Regions from separate parts of the Zea mays genome. Here all the other regions are linked to region 1. Evidence: chromatin contacts called from public Hi-C data. All regions are on one chromosome and are shown on one strand. The core of a region is the stretch at or near the end of the contact, and the rest is flanking DNA. Distances in the headings are between cores, read along the strand shown.

Evidence for each region. A called contact is a pair of places that touch in the nucleus more often than the background predicts.
Region 2: a contact with region 1 is called in a Hi-C map of ear, with 2.5 times the contacts expected there. The contact joins the promoter of LOC100191980 here to the promoter of LOC109942349 in region 1. A contact is called at or near these places in 3 of 25 Hi-C or Micro-C datasets (bundle sheath, ear and leaf mesophyll).
Region 3: a contact with region 1 is called in a Hi-C map of tassel, with 3 times the contacts expected there. The contact joins the promoter of LOC100276002 here to the promoter of LOC109942349 in region 1. A contact is called at or near these places in 5 of 25 Hi-C or Micro-C datasets (bundle sheath, ear, leaf and 2 more).

The regions. Positions count from the first base shown.
Region 1 is chr9:157,290,901-157,295,780 of Zm-B73-REFERENCE-NAM-5.0, forward strand. It overlaps LOC109942349, which reads left to right and starts at 1,896. Exons shown (of 3, transcript XM_020544288.2): 1 at 1,896-2,181; 2 at 2,553-2,713; 3 at 2,781-3,572. The coding sequence starts at 2,160. The coding sequence ends at 3,071.
Region 2 is chr9:157,715,972-157,720,851 of Zm-B73-REFERENCE-NAM-5.0, forward strand. It overlaps LOC100191980, which reads left to right and starts at 2,249. Exons shown (of 6, transcript NM_001137404.2): 1 at 2,249-3,130; 2 at 3,776-4,134; 3 at 4,232-4,367; 4 at 4,466-4,602; 5 at 4,705-4,828. The coding sequence starts at 3,073.
Region 3 is chr9:157,560,276-157,565,155 of Zm-B73-REFERENCE-NAM-5.0, forward strand. LOC100276002 reads right to left here and starts at 2,807. Exons shown (of 1, transcript NM_001329204.1): 1 at 2,266-2,807. The coding sequence starts at 2,684. The coding sequence ends at 2,430. It overlaps LOC103639534 (nuclear pore complex protein NUP96), which reads right to left. Exons shown (of 6, transcript XM_008662276.3): 4 at 4,766-4,880; 5 at 4,571-4,668; 6 at 3,908-4,319. The coding sequence ends at 4,133.

The sequences.
Region 1 (4,880 bases), core at 646-3,145:
AATGTATTAGAGCTAGTAGTTAGCTGATTAAAAAGTTAGTATTAGAATTAGCTAGCTAACAAATAGTTGAATAATTACTAGCTGATTTGCTAAAAGTAGTTAATAGTTGAACCATTAACTGGGTCATTCAGATGCATACAACTAAACCTTCAAATATCTGAACTCGGAGACGTGTGTGTTCTCATTGATCGTTTTGCATTGTCATTGGGCTTGAAGTTTTCCGGTCCAAATCTAGAGGAGGGCCTTCGTTGTTGGGCCAGTCCGTGAGTTTGTAGGACCGACTGGGGGCTGGTACAGGGGAAAGGAGCCCAGAAAGCTATGCGCGAAGCTCTTGGCCTTTGGAAAGACGTCGCCGGGAACATGGGGAAGCGGGGGGAACGGCGAGGTGGCCGCGCCGCGCCGCCGCGGGAGCACGCGCGATTGCAAAGGGTAAAAGCTGCTGACGAAGCCGACTTGCAAGTGACAGATTCGAACTCTGTACGTGGTGACAGGATTCGAATTTGTCTTGGTGGTCATTTTTCACCCCGTCTCGAAAAGGGGGGGCTGTCTGTGTCTTGCGAGTTGCGGGTCGTACGAATTTCTCCACATGATCGATCTGACGAGATTTTCCTTATTTGTCCGTCCATACGCGTTATTACCATTTTTTTAGTAGTGTACACATCTGTATTCACATTATCACATAGCCCCTACCATCTGCCAGTAGATTAGCATTGCCGACACACGCGAATATATACTAGTACGGTTATGTCGTCGGTCGAGAACATGGATAAGGTTCCCCGTTCGAGATTATTAGCGTAAAGCAGGGGACTGTGGACGGATCATTACATTTCGTCGTACCCATAAAAAAAACCTAATCCCATGCAACATAGCACTAGCTAGCTATGGTTTATGGTACAACTATAATAGTGGATATGGATCAAGCAGAGGGCCACACTGAGCTAGCCTTTTGCAATTATATACTACTACTAGTGTGTATATATATTATATGCCTTCTAGAACGTTCTAATTGGCCAAAGCACAATAGTAGGCTTTGAAAGTTCAAAAGGCCCGTTGCCTCCGTGTAGCTAGCTGGTGCCGTGCCGTGGCGTCACGTGTACGGAGTAGTGCTTGGTTTCCCCGGCCAGTCGTGGTTAAACTTGTGGTAATGCGTGATTACGACTTAATCGTACAATGAATGATGAGCTGAGCTGCATGGAGCCCAGTTGACTTGGTCCCCGGCTACATATTGTTTTTTCAAGCGCGGACGGCGACAACCAGCAGATGGGAATGCAATGGGTCACGTCAAAAGCCCTGTTGCGTGGTGCGGTGGCAGAGTAAAATAGGAGATAGCTACCGTGGCGGGCTGATCGAAATTCCTGGCGGATACAGACTCCGCACGGTCAGCGACCGATAGAAGGCGGCGGCGACAACGACCACGACACCGGCGTGTCGGAGTCGACAGACAGGATGCACACCGCGTGACGATCTGATTGGAACAGCGGCAGCACAGATCGATGAAGAACCGGCGGCGGCGGCGACGGAGAAATAGACTGTTGTGTTTAAACCCTAACTCTAGATAACAATTGTTAGGATCACATGTGAAAAAGTGGGATACAAAGTTTAACGTGAAAAAAAAATATGGAGGAGAAAAAAAAAACTCACGGGAAGTACTGAGTATAAAGGAGACATATTTATATAGACAAATAAGATAAAGATAGGGTTACATATTCTTATTTAACAAAGCAAAGAATATAGATATAGAGTCATATAAAATGTATATATATTATATGCCTTCTAGAACGTTCTAATTGGCCAAAGCAGAATAGTGAGCTTTGAAAGCTCAAAAGGCCCGTTGCCTCCGTGGAGCTTTGAAAGCAAGGAAAACGATTTTGAATCAGCTCTCATTTCTTCAAATACTAAATTACCGTCAAGTCTTTGAATCAGCATCTACGCATTGTATCTTCCATCCATTATTAAAAGGAAAAGGTCTGTGTCAGTCTAGTTGATCTCTAGTCATTAAATGAAAGCTCGTGTGAGTTTAGTTGATCTTGCATTGGTGGTGGACGTACTGGTGGCTGATGGAGTAGGAATCAGGGAAGCAATGCGAGTGCGAGAGAGTGAGAGGGAGGAGCGAAGGTCGGAAAGAGTTGGCAGCAGGGGCTGCCGGAAGGGGAACATGCATGCTCCCTCCTCAACTCGCAGGTCATCCTTCCTTCCTCGCTGACTCGCCTCTCTCCAGTCCACCGCGGCGTTTCTTGGTTCTTCTGGACGATTTTGTGGTGGATCTGTTGACTGGTTTCTTGGTTGCTCGGCTGTTTTTTCTTTTTTGAGTTGATATAGGCGCGTTTCTGGGTACAGGTGAGATGGTGGCTCCAGCATATGCTCTGTGCTAATGCCGGATTTGTACTGACCAGTGTTTATGTTTGGACAGTGTGAGCCGAAAAACCCTAAACAAGATGCTGCTCGATTAGTTAATTTTTTTGTTTTCTTCGCGAGATGTTTGTACTTTATTTTTAGCAGTTCAGTTTCATGCAGCTAGAATCCTAACACCTATTAATTGTATCCTTCCGCAGAAAATGGGACGACGATAATGGTCGAGTTTTGTCATCAGACGCCCGATCACGACTCCCCGGCTACCCAATCAACCAGTGAGAGCCATCAACAAGTGTGTGCTAGCTGGGATGAGCGAAGGAAGCCAGGCTACGCGCATCCAAAGCCTGACCGTACTCTAGAGGTGCAGTGGATTCTTTTACATATGGTTTCGGTGATTGGCGGAACTCATTTGATTTGAGTGATGGCAGACTGCATCAATCATCCGGTGGCAGGCCGGCCACGCACAGCGCACCGGCAACGGCAACGGCACGCCGCAGTCCAAGCCTCGCAAGGAGGCCCAGCGCCATCCATTTCGGTGGGCACGGCGGCCGCCCACTGGTTTCGGTGTCGCTGTCGGTCTGCGCCGTCTCCCCTCCCTGTCGTCGACGTCAGTTCGCTGCCTGTCTCGAGAACGCGGGGGGGGAAGGGGAATGGAATCCACCACTCCAGCAGGCATTGGAAGCTTCCTCTCTCCTCCGGCGACGCGTCCGGACTCTTGAGTCTGAGGGGGCCCAAGCAACGGATATATCTCAAATCTGTGCCGATGGATGAAGGGAAAACTCCAAATTATTGCTCGGGTTTGGGAGATGTCCTGCTATGCTGTGCTGGCGCACCTCTGGAACCACAGGCCGCCTGCAATGCAACCGTGCCTTGCAAGGCTTCTGGCCGGGCTGGCTACAACGAGACATGCTGTCTCTAGAGCTGCAGGGTTAAAGGCGCACGATAAATGGATCGTCGTTTATTATATAATATAATGGTGTGATGTGTTTGTAATGGCATAACATCTTCATGCCCCTTCCTCCAGTGATGTCCTTGAATAAACATGGAAACAAAAGAGAAGAAAATAATGCATGGTTCAAGGTTATGTTTGGTGGCACGCGGATGCGGTCGAGCCTTCATCTTCAAAAGGTACACGTACACCAGAAGTGCAGCTAGAAGAAAGATCCGATCAGACTACTTACTGGTAGCTAACTAGCTACGTTTGACTTAAGGCAACGACGACACTAGAAATTGGTCAGAGTCGAAATCCGATTTGCTCGGTGCTTCGACTTCGAGTCTCTACACGAACTGGTTTTCCATAGGGTTATTATTCAACGATGCATATGTACTCCGTTAGCTTTGCTGATGGTAAGTGAGCTGATGCATACGCAAGGAGCAGCGGCGAACGTCTCCTGATGCTGTGCTGATGCTAGCACAACAACTACTATATTTTCCGCTGTGAAGTGAACTCCAATAGTACACCTCCGTGTAAAGAAGTCGTTGCAAGTTTGCAGAGGCTTCCGCTCTCCAGTCTCCCCGGGCTCGGGCTGGCAGGCAGAGCAGAGCTAAGCAAAAGAAAGTTCCACGCGGGAGGTGGGAAACCGGCTGATGCCGGGGGATCCGAACAACGTCAGTCAACCAGTATAGGTGTCAGTAGTGCTGGAAATATAGACGGGTATTTTTTAGTCCAACACTAGCATGAGGAGCCCAATACACGATCCGACACAAATAATATGGATCAGGCTTAAATACAGGTCTAGGTCATGCCTCAAATTTCGGATATTTGGGCCCCAGCACATCACTCACATAAGGTCTCGTTCGTTTCGGGCTCATCCGGCCGTTCCAGTCCTCGTTCCGGCTGGAAAAACTATCCAGTTTGGAATCCAAGCCTGAACTATTTGTTTCAACCCGAAATAAAAACAAATGCAATCTGGTTTAAGTTTTCCCTTCTTTTATGACTCGGTAGAAATCCGATTCTCTTACCACCTGGATCAAATTCTAGGCTGAATTGAGTGGTCCGCTGCTTTCTGGCCTTGCAACCGTTTCCGGCCTGAAGCCTTTCCGGGCAAAATATGATCTGCGCAGCGTGCTGCATGTATGAATGCCCGCCAGCCGCCGCGGAGCTCACGATCGCGGGGATGGGACTGGAACTGGACTATGGGAGCGAGGAATTGGGGTGGTGGGGCCTAATGATTTGATTGCTTCCCCCCAACCTCAACCCCAATCGTCGTGATACAGTACAACACAACAAAACGAAGTACGACCGGACGACCAGACACTGGTCAACACACCTGTTCCCCGGAACAAACACGCGCGATTGGGTTCGCGGCAGTGCTGCTGCTGATGCCCCCCGTCCAGTCCATGGCTCCATTTATTTATTTTTTTTTGTGCGCCGATCGCTCGCTGTCCCTGCGCTGCGCCGCGCAGGCAATCAGATTGGAATTCGGCCGCCTGCTCGCACGACAAAAGCGGCTTCGTCAGCCAATAGTAAAAAATACTAGCCGAGCCTTTCGCTTGGTACTCATGGCCGACAACTATTCTCCCGGCCC
Region 2 (4,880 bases), core at 999-3,498, 430 kb after region 1:
GATGACCTCCGGGAGGTTATTGATGACCACATCTGAAAGAAATACGATGGGTGGAGGGGAGGGATCATTGATGTGCAGTGCAGTATGCAGATTCTCGATCGGGAGCGAGCGTCTTTCTTTCAGATGCATGCATGGTCCCTCCCCGCACCCATCGTATTTATTTATGTCTGTTTGTTTACTCCCGGTAAAAGCGTGTTTATTTATGGGTATGTATGGCCATCGAATTTGCTTTCCTCGGTATCTTTTAATCACTAGCCTCATGCGTTCGGTGATGCATGGTTTCTTGCTCGCTAGAACAATCCAGCACCTTCCCTCACTGCCGACAGACTAGCTAGGTCAGATAGTGCTCGCCGCCAAACTCCTCCTGCATGCCTGCCACTCCACCACTAGCTTCCTGCGCATGAATGATTGCAGCGCGCTGTAGATTAGGTAGAGATGGCAATGGATATGTCCGTGTATTGGCCGTGGACATAGAATCTTATCTATATATGTATCCGTGTGTGTAATTTTATCCGATTATCCGTACCGCTACAAAAGTCTACAATACTAAATTGCCAATCCCTACAAATTATTAAAGAAACACATAAAAAATAAGTTCAACTTAAAATATAATAAACCATATGGTATAGATAAACAAACAACAACAACCGGAAAAAATATTTTGTGTGTGTCAGAGATAAGAGTGTGATCAAGCTAGCTGGAACAAAACTTGCAAGCAGAGCAGCAGCAGCAGCAGCAGCTCCCTTTATTCCGCTGCCTCCGACTTCTAGATAGCTTAGTTACATTTTCCTGACGGCACGATTCTTTTATCCTTCCATTTTTCTTTTCTTTCTATACTAAACGCAATCATGCCTTTTGTTTCCGCTCGTGCAGAGACATGCGAGATTTGTTTTGTTTTTTTTATCGTGTTGTCAGCCATTGACCGGGTCCGGTCGACGAGGATTTGTTTGGTGCTCTGAATGTGTACTATCTGCTTCTGCTCCCTAAAATTTGCGGCTTTCTCTGGCTGTCGTCTGCTCTGCTGTAGCCTGTAGGGAGCATAGCTCGTCGGATGAGAACACTGCTGCAGTCTTTGCATAGGCAGGACTTGACTCGGACGTGGGGGTCTGTGGATCGGGTTTGTATTGATTCCTGCTGTTCCCCCATGACTCGACATGCATGAACCAAATTCAATGCAAGTAGCAGGACCTGGCGATCAGTTCATGCATGCATTTTGTGAAACTGATCGAAACCCGTCGTAGTAATTGTGGACGCAGTAATTGTGTTTAGGATGCATGCGGCAGCGGTGCTGCTAGGGCACCATGGGAGCGTCCCTGACTCTGACTGAGACTCTCTGAATTGTTCATTGCCCGCTGCCCAGTGCCCACACGCCCAACAGCCCAAGCACTTCCACTGCTCTATAAAGTAGTCACCGCAAGGACAGCGGACAGTGCAGACATCAGTCGGTACGTGTACACATGCGATGCATCTGGATCCATTCGCCGTCACCGCCCGTGGAAAACCGAGGCGGCGGCTGGCTGGCTGGCCGGGGCCGGCCGGCGCTCAGGGAAAGCTAGGACCGCGTGCAGTACATTGTAGTAAAGGTCAACGACTAACACCGGAATAGAAACAAATAAAAAATGATCGCCGTACAAACAATGCTAGTACATGTCTACGGCGTACACTACATTAAGGTGGATTAAGGTGTAAATCAATTTAAATTATACTTCAATCCAATTTAATACATATGGATTAAACTCAATACTAAAATAGCCAAACTAGGCTAGCATATTGGAGCTGGAGTGATTTGCAGGATATGGAAGGAAGTTCCACATTTTCGGTCGTTCACAACAAAAAAAACCTGATTCCGACATACATCCACTATTCTCGAACGATAAACAATTTGAGCGTCCACGTACGTCGTTCTGGACAAAATATCAATTCGGCTATGAGCATGACTTACTTGTTGAGGAGGTCCAAAACCACGCAGTTTTTATCCAAGATCTAGCTAGGAGCGAGCGCCTCTTTGCTGCTTTGGTAAAGTTCAGTTCAGACCAAGACTGGTGCTACAGATCGTGAAAGCTACCCTGCAACTGCCACCACCTCTGTGCAGTGCAATCCACCACTGCTACCGAAAGGGCATCTGCACAAGCATCCTTCTTTCTCAAGGGTATATACGTAAATCCCTACTCCCAGACTCCGGAGCGTAGCGTGCAGTGCAGCGCACAAGACAAGAGGGGAGGGAAAAGCCAAAGAAGCCACCGCTTCCCTTCCGCGGCTTCCACACCACCTTAGCTCGGCCGGTGGCGGTCTGCTTCCGACCGTCCGCCGGTTTGCTTGCTTGCTTGCTTCATCTGCCTCCGCCGCACCTCGCCTCCGTCCAGCCAGCCAGCCAGCGCCAAGTCAAGCGATCCGGCCGCACCCAGCCTCGACCTACCCGGCCGACCCGTGAGGGCGGTGTGTTTGCCCTTCAACGGCCTCGCCTCGCCTCGAGGTGTGAGCTCCTCCGACATCTGCTGCGGCGCCGCCGTTTCTGCAAGCAGGGTTATCTTCCCTTCTCGCCGCCAGGAGTGAGTCTGTGAGTGGGTCGTCACTGGGCGGGGCTCTTCCACCACCTGCAGGGAGAAGGGAAAAAAAAGGGCAGCAGCTTGGATTCTTGCTAGGGGGGCGCGGTTGGTCAGCTCGAGAGAGAAGCTGACCGGGTTTGGGCGTCGAGATTTCGATTGACTTTTGAGGTACCCGGGGTATAGTCTACAATACAGGTTGCTTCTTCTTGCACGCTGCTTTCTTGGCTCTGTGGCTACCGACCTTGCTGGCTTTCCCTCCCGAATTAGCGGCTGAGCTCCATCCAGACCTTGCAAAGATTGGACCTTTGGGGGGCGGTTCGCTCACTCCTAGCTTGCCTCGCTGGCTGGTCTTTGAGCTTCTCGTGCTACGAGCCAAGGGAGGCCATCTTTTCCTGCTCGGTTCTGTCGTGCAAACGGGAAAGATTGAGCTGATCTGCTGCTAGCTGGGGATCCTGCAGAGGCTACCGCGTTCTTCTTGTCTGGAGTGCACAGTGCATGGGCAGTGGGTGAACTGGTAGAGAGCAAGATGGGGAATTGCATCGACACCACGGCGCGGGTAGATCACAGCATGAACAATGCTGCCTGTGAGTGCCCTGCTTCTCTTTCTAGAGTTATTTCGCTCCATACTTGTCCAGTTTTTTTTCCTTTTATCGACTGGACTGCTATGTCTTATTCAGTGAATTTTAGATCGGCATGCTATTTCGGTCTGGAGTTCTTGTTTTTAGCAGTTAGTTAGCACCTTCTTTCCTACTTTAGTTCCTCTTTGTTACTTCTGTCGGATAAGACAGAGATAGGGTTTAAAGGCAACAGTCGGGAACTTTTTGTGCCTAAATATAGTCACGGCACTTTCACAGGCATCATTTGCAAATCTGAACACTAGGCTTGATATTACTTTGTTTTCATGTTAACAAACGGAAGAGGTTATTGTGGATCCAGTAGGAATTCTGTGACATAGTTCTACTCCTTCGAATGGCACGCAGTAGGTTCACAAATTTGGTAGAGGCCCAGTTAGGGAAGTACTTCCACATATGATCAGCCTGGAAGGCTGGAGCATTGTTTGCTCTCAAATTGACAGCTTAATACAATACCAGACAATTACTTAATTGTTGTAATGTTGGTACCAGACTTCACGAGTATATATATGACACCTTCATAATCGTTAACACTGTTGATACCATATGAAGTTCTTCTCATGCATATTTTTTCTTGGCTTCTTGTTGAGAGATCAGACCCATCAAAAGTGACCAGCAAGACAAGTTTGTCGTCAGTCCCTTCCACAATTAAGAGCAACTCAAGTCGTTCAACACTGACTCTTCCATCAATGAGAGATCGAAATGAGCTTCCTACTCCTCGGACAGAAGGTGAAATATTGTCATCTTCTAATTTGAAGGCATTCACGTTCAATGATCTAAAAAATGCAACCAAGAACTTCCGACCGGACAGCCTTCTTGGGGAAGGAGGGTTTGGGCATGTCTACAAAGGTTGGATTGATGAGCACACGCTTGCTCCTTCAAGACCTGGGAGTGGTATGGTTGTTGCTGTGAAGAAGCTTAAACCGGAAGGTTTTCAAGGACACAAGGAATGGCTGGTAGGCTTGGAGCTCTTCTACATTTTCCCTGCTCCTAGGACATCTGTCATTGTTCATGAATCATGACTGTTCTTCCCTTTTTTTTTTGCTGCTGCAGACAGAGGTTGATTACCTTGGCCAACTTCACCACAAGAATCTTGTTAAGCTCATTGGTTATTGCTCAGATGGTGACAACCGGCTTCTGGTGTATGAATTTATGCCCAAGGGAAGTTTGGAGAACCATCTGTTTAGAAGTGTGTGCTTCATCTCTATGGCTCTGCTTTGTTAACACCTAGTTTCTTATAACTTTCTTGTTCATTCCCTTTAACAATGCAATATTTCTCCTATTTAGGAGGCGCTGATCCTTTGTCATGGGCAATAAGGCTCAAAGTTGCCATTGGAGCTGCTAGGGGCTTGTCATTTTTACATGATGCTGAAAACCAAGTCATATATCGTGATTTCAAGGCATCAAACATTCTTCTCGATTCGGTAAGCTTAATTAGGAATTCAAGACATCCAGCTCTGATTGCCGACCATGTCTGCCTTGTAGAATGGTCCTTTATCTTGTTCTTTGTCCTTGTTTCGGTGCAGGAATTCAACGCAAAACTTTCAGATTTTGGCTTGGCAAAAGCCGGTCCAACTGGGGATAAAACCCATGTATCCACACAAGTCATGGGTACTCATGGATATGCAGCTCCAGAGTACATTGCAACAGGTTAGATATTTTTTCCTCGCGTGCGTACTGATGAAATATTGGGGTAGTAGTG
Region 3 (4,880 bases), core at 1,557-4,056, 270 kb after region 1:
CTCGAGGTTCTAGACTTGGTTCACCATCGTGTTGAGCCAATTGTACATAGCTTGTGGATCATCTTCTTTGTTGAGGGTGAGCCGTCCGAGAACTACCTCTATCATCTCCCTTTTGGTGATCTTGTTGACACGGTCACCTTCATGTGCCGTCTTGAGGATATCCCTAACTTAATTGGTGCTTTTCAACCCTTGTACTTTGTTGTACTCTTCTCGACTCAAGGAGGCAAGGAGTATTGTGGTTGCTTGTGAGTTGAAGTGTTGGATTTGAGCTGTCTCGTCCGAATCATAATCCTCATCTTTCACCTATGGTGCCTGCGCTCCAAATTTAACAATGCCCCAAATACTTTCGTGGAGTGAGGTTAGGTGATTCCTTATTTTATCACTCCACATAGAATAATCTTCACCATCGAATTGAGGTGGTTCCCTAATGGAACTGAAAGCAATTGAGTATGTTTTGGAATGTGAGGATAACGAAATAGAATTTAGTTACTCTTTTTACGCTCTTGGCGCCTGGAGGAGGTCGATTCACCGTCTGATGTTGAAGGCAAAGAATCAGTCTCATAAATTACCACCTTATCCATCTTCTTTTTCTTCTTGACATCCTTGTTCTTGTGTGATTAGGTGTAGCTGTTGGATTCTTCCTTCCGCTCCTTATGCTTGTGCTTGTCCCCGGATAACTTGATCCCTCTTGATGGCACCTTGTCTTCGGGCTTGGATCCCGAAGGCTCGGGCTTTCCTTTTGATGGCACCTTCTCGTTCTTAGTGTGTCCACCCGATATCACCCGGGGTTAATGTTAGAACGGGTATAGAATAAATCGGAGTGTGGAAGAGGAGTTCTTCTTGCTTAGAGTTGTTCAATCAATTGTGGATTACTTTGGGAGTTAACTCGAATGGATCCCAAGCAAAAGAACTAGAGAGAGAGGAGAGGAAGAACCAAATCACAAAGGTTGTGATCAACGCAGAGACACGAGCGATTTGTTTCTTGAGGTTCAACTTCGAAGAGTTTACATCCCATTGAGGAGTCCATAAAGGACGAGTCTCTTTCAACCCTTTCCTCTCTCACACGGTCACGAAGAACGGATGAGTTTTCTTCACTATCTTAGGGACACCAAGTCCCGCAAGAACCTCCACACAAAGAACAAAGTCTCTTGCCTCGCTTTACAATCAAAGAGAATGGAGAAGGGAGTGAGAATGAAAACTCGAATCAAGATCACAAGAACTCACAACTCTCAAATGTGCAAACAACTAAGTCTCTCAAACTCAAATCGATCTAATGCGGCGCGGGAATAGCTTTGGAAGCTTGGAGATTTGCACTTAATGTGTAGTAGGTTGGAGCGAATCTTGTGTTATCAATGTGTTGGTTGGGGGTATTCACCAAAAGAGCCGTTGGAGAAAAGTTGAATTTTCTGCTCTATCGGATGGTGCATCGGACCCCCTACCCTTGTCAGTCTGCGCCCGCAGGTTACTGTTGAAGGTTGTCAGCCGACCATTGGCTTCTGTCACACTGTCCGGTGCGCGACCGGTGCGCTAGCCTGAAACTGTTGAATTATGTGCTCCCTGCATACAAGGTCCGGATAGCCGTCGAACCGGTATGGTGCGCCAGCTAGTTTTAGGCTAAGTCTGAGTCTTCTGCTTGGACGGTTCAGTGCACTATTGGACCGGTCCGATGCCCTAGCCAGTAGACCAGTTTCCCTCTTTTTGTCCAAATTTTCTTCAATTCCTTTTGACTGATCTTAAGGGGTGCTCCTATGACTTGGACAAACTTATCTAGTGAAAATCCAACTAGTCTAAGTCATAAATCTTGAACTTTTTGTTTTCTCCAACTTAGAATTTTGTTTCTGCTTAAACTAGCTCCAAAAGAGTGTTTCGTTGTCTTAGGTGTATCAAACAGGTTACTGGGGTGTTTACAATTTATCTAAGGGAGCTAGGAAAAGTTCCTCTATTCCAAGTTATATCCCTTTTTGGTTGGTTATAAAATGTTTCTGACTTAGAATCTATTTTGAAACTTATGCATCATCAAAGGCTAGGCAAATTAGTTAGCCCACGGTCTAATGACAGCGCGAAGGTGGGTGGGCCTGTGGGCTGCCGGCCTGCTCGGAAACGGAAACTGGAGCCACGGCCGGACCATCAGACAGCGTGAATAGCCTGCTGGTTCCTATAAAAACAATTCAGCTGGTACTGGAGACTGGAGGCTGGAGCAGTCGAACACCCAAAAAAAATTAGGAAACCAGTCGAGCAGACATATGCATATCCATGAATGGAGTCTGGAGCAAATATGAATAGTATTTTGTTCCGGATTAGAGCGCAGGCGCAACCGCGCAACGACGAACGAAATGTACAGGTCGCACAAGCATAGTACGGGGTGCAGGAGCAGGACTCGCTCGATCACTGGCACTGCTCAGGAGAAAGACATGGAAGCAGGCAGGAAGCTAGGCGGAGAAGAGGCCGTCGGCAGCGGCCAGCGCGAGCCCGGTCTTGGGCTCCAGCTGCACCGCGACGGTGAATCTGACCCCGGACGCGGCGGCGGAGGCGGACTCCACCCACGAGCTCCACACCTTGGCCACGGCCCCGAAGTTCCTTGTCTCGCCGCCGCTCCCGCTGCTGCTGCCGCTGTCCCCGCCGGGGGCGCCTCGCCTTGCCGTCTTCTCGAACTGCTCCGCCACCAGCAACGCGATGTCCGCCATCCTCTCTCTCGTATCTGCTGGGCTCGCTGACGACGATCTCACTCTGCTCTTGTCGGTTGTTGCTCTGCTCTAGTGCTCTGGTGACTGTGGAATGGATGCTGTCTGTGAAACTGCGATGGCCGATGATCGGGGTCGGATGGGCTTGTGTGGCATATATATAGCCCCGCGCCGCGCCTGGGTCGGTTCGGTGGTGATTGGTGAACAGTACGTCAGGCGCTTGGGTCTGCTCGAGCTCCGGATAAGCATCGCGCGTTGCCTTTTTCAATTCTGCTGCCGCGTCGACGGTTTGGTCCGTCGCTGGTTTCGTTTCTTCGCTTGATGGCGAACCCTGTCTCTTTCTGTGGTCTTAATCCCCGTGGGCCGGCGTGTTGCACGTTCTCTAGCAGTACCAGCACGTCCTGTCTCGATGATTTTTTATTACAATATATTAATTATTGTTACATACATTCAAACAAGTCTGGCTGTCTATAGATTGCCGATGGTTTTGTGGATGTTCTGCTAATCTACTGTGATGCAAGCAAACACGCTGATGACATCACTATTTGTTTAGCGTTTTAATAATCTTAAATATACAAAAAAAAACTGAAACAAAAAGTTGTAGATGTTACTGAACATATAGAAAAATATCCTTATCTGACACCATAAAAACACTTGATTTTATAAGTCAAGAAGCCCTTAGGTGCGCTAGTGTAGCAGTTGCACCGACCAGAGCCACGCCACCCCACGCCGTACCTTGTGCTTCAATCAATCACAAACAAGGTACTACGCGCTGGTATCCTAGAGGGTCGGGGTTGTTTGTTTCGAATTAAAGTTGGTTCTTTAAAGCTGATACAGATTAAAGCTAAACGAATATACTTTATTATTTTTTTTAAACACCGGTCCATCGCGGATGATATATATCCCTATCTTAGCTGACTCATGGTTGTCCCATATCTTAGCTGACTCATGGTTGTCCTTGCCTCCTTCAACAGGCGTGACCTGAACCTCATACGTGCACGCCAGAGCAAGATCAACACTCTCTCTACTCTGGTCTGGGGGTCGGAATTAAGATCATAATGAGTGGGATTGAGGGAGACTAAATCATTTCCAAGTTAAAGTACTCTTCGATCCATGTGATTTACGGCTGAAACGAAGGCCTCAGTAATCTCCAATGTACACCGAAGCACGGGTCGCCGTGACGCTGCCCTTCCCTGTAATAAACACACACACACACACAGAGAAAATGAAGCCCAGGAAATCACTCCCCATTGGTACAGCTCGCAAGTCAACGTTTCATAAGACCTGGTACTCACATACAACGAAGATCCCGACACATGTCTTCAGATGGCGTTACAAATTCACCGGAGCAACATCAGGTCATAGTTATACATTCCTAATTTTCTACAAGTATCAAACATGAGACGTACAAACTCTTCGGCGTGTTGCCTGTAGGCTTCACTCCCCTTCACCTACGGATCGCTGCAAAGGATTTCGGTGAAGACGGAGAGTGCATCCTGCAGGTACGACGACCTGCTCTCGTCTGGAACTGGAGCGTTGAGCATCGTCAGAAGACACCCCATGGGTAGGTTCAGCGTCTCGCTTGGGGTGTCCACCAGAAGCGCGCATAGCTCCTCTGCCATCTTCGAGTAGCATGCCCTGTCAGCAAGCCCAGTGAGAGAATACTCCGAATATAAACCTAAACAAGAATGCTTCAGAATTCCAAATGGTGCTAATCAGCTGGGATTTGAACAATTTAACATAACAGCGAAGTTCCTCATGTAGTTCAGGTTTGCTATTTGCACCAGCTCATTATAATCCAGTGGGCCAACTCCATCAAAACATGGTACAGAAGGACATGGTTTCAGATAGTGGATGTGGATCAGTCACATACTGTAGAAGAGTGTTACCTTGACTCAACAGGTAATTTGCTTCCCCAGACTAACAACGATTCGTTTAATCGACCAAAGAAACTTCTGCATGATTCACTCATCTCCTCGAGTGAATCCTGAAACCAAAAAAAAAAGTAATGCTGATCTCAGTCACAGATCTACAAGGAAATGCTTGTGAGTTTGTCTCTGAAGTAAGGGCTTGTACGGTTGTACCGAATCATCCATGGCATTTCTTTCTTGCATTGAGTTCTTCAGAACGTAGAAGTCTATGTATATTCCGGCACCAAGGTCCCAGTCAGCAATTTCATACTTGTGGTTCTCCAAGGCA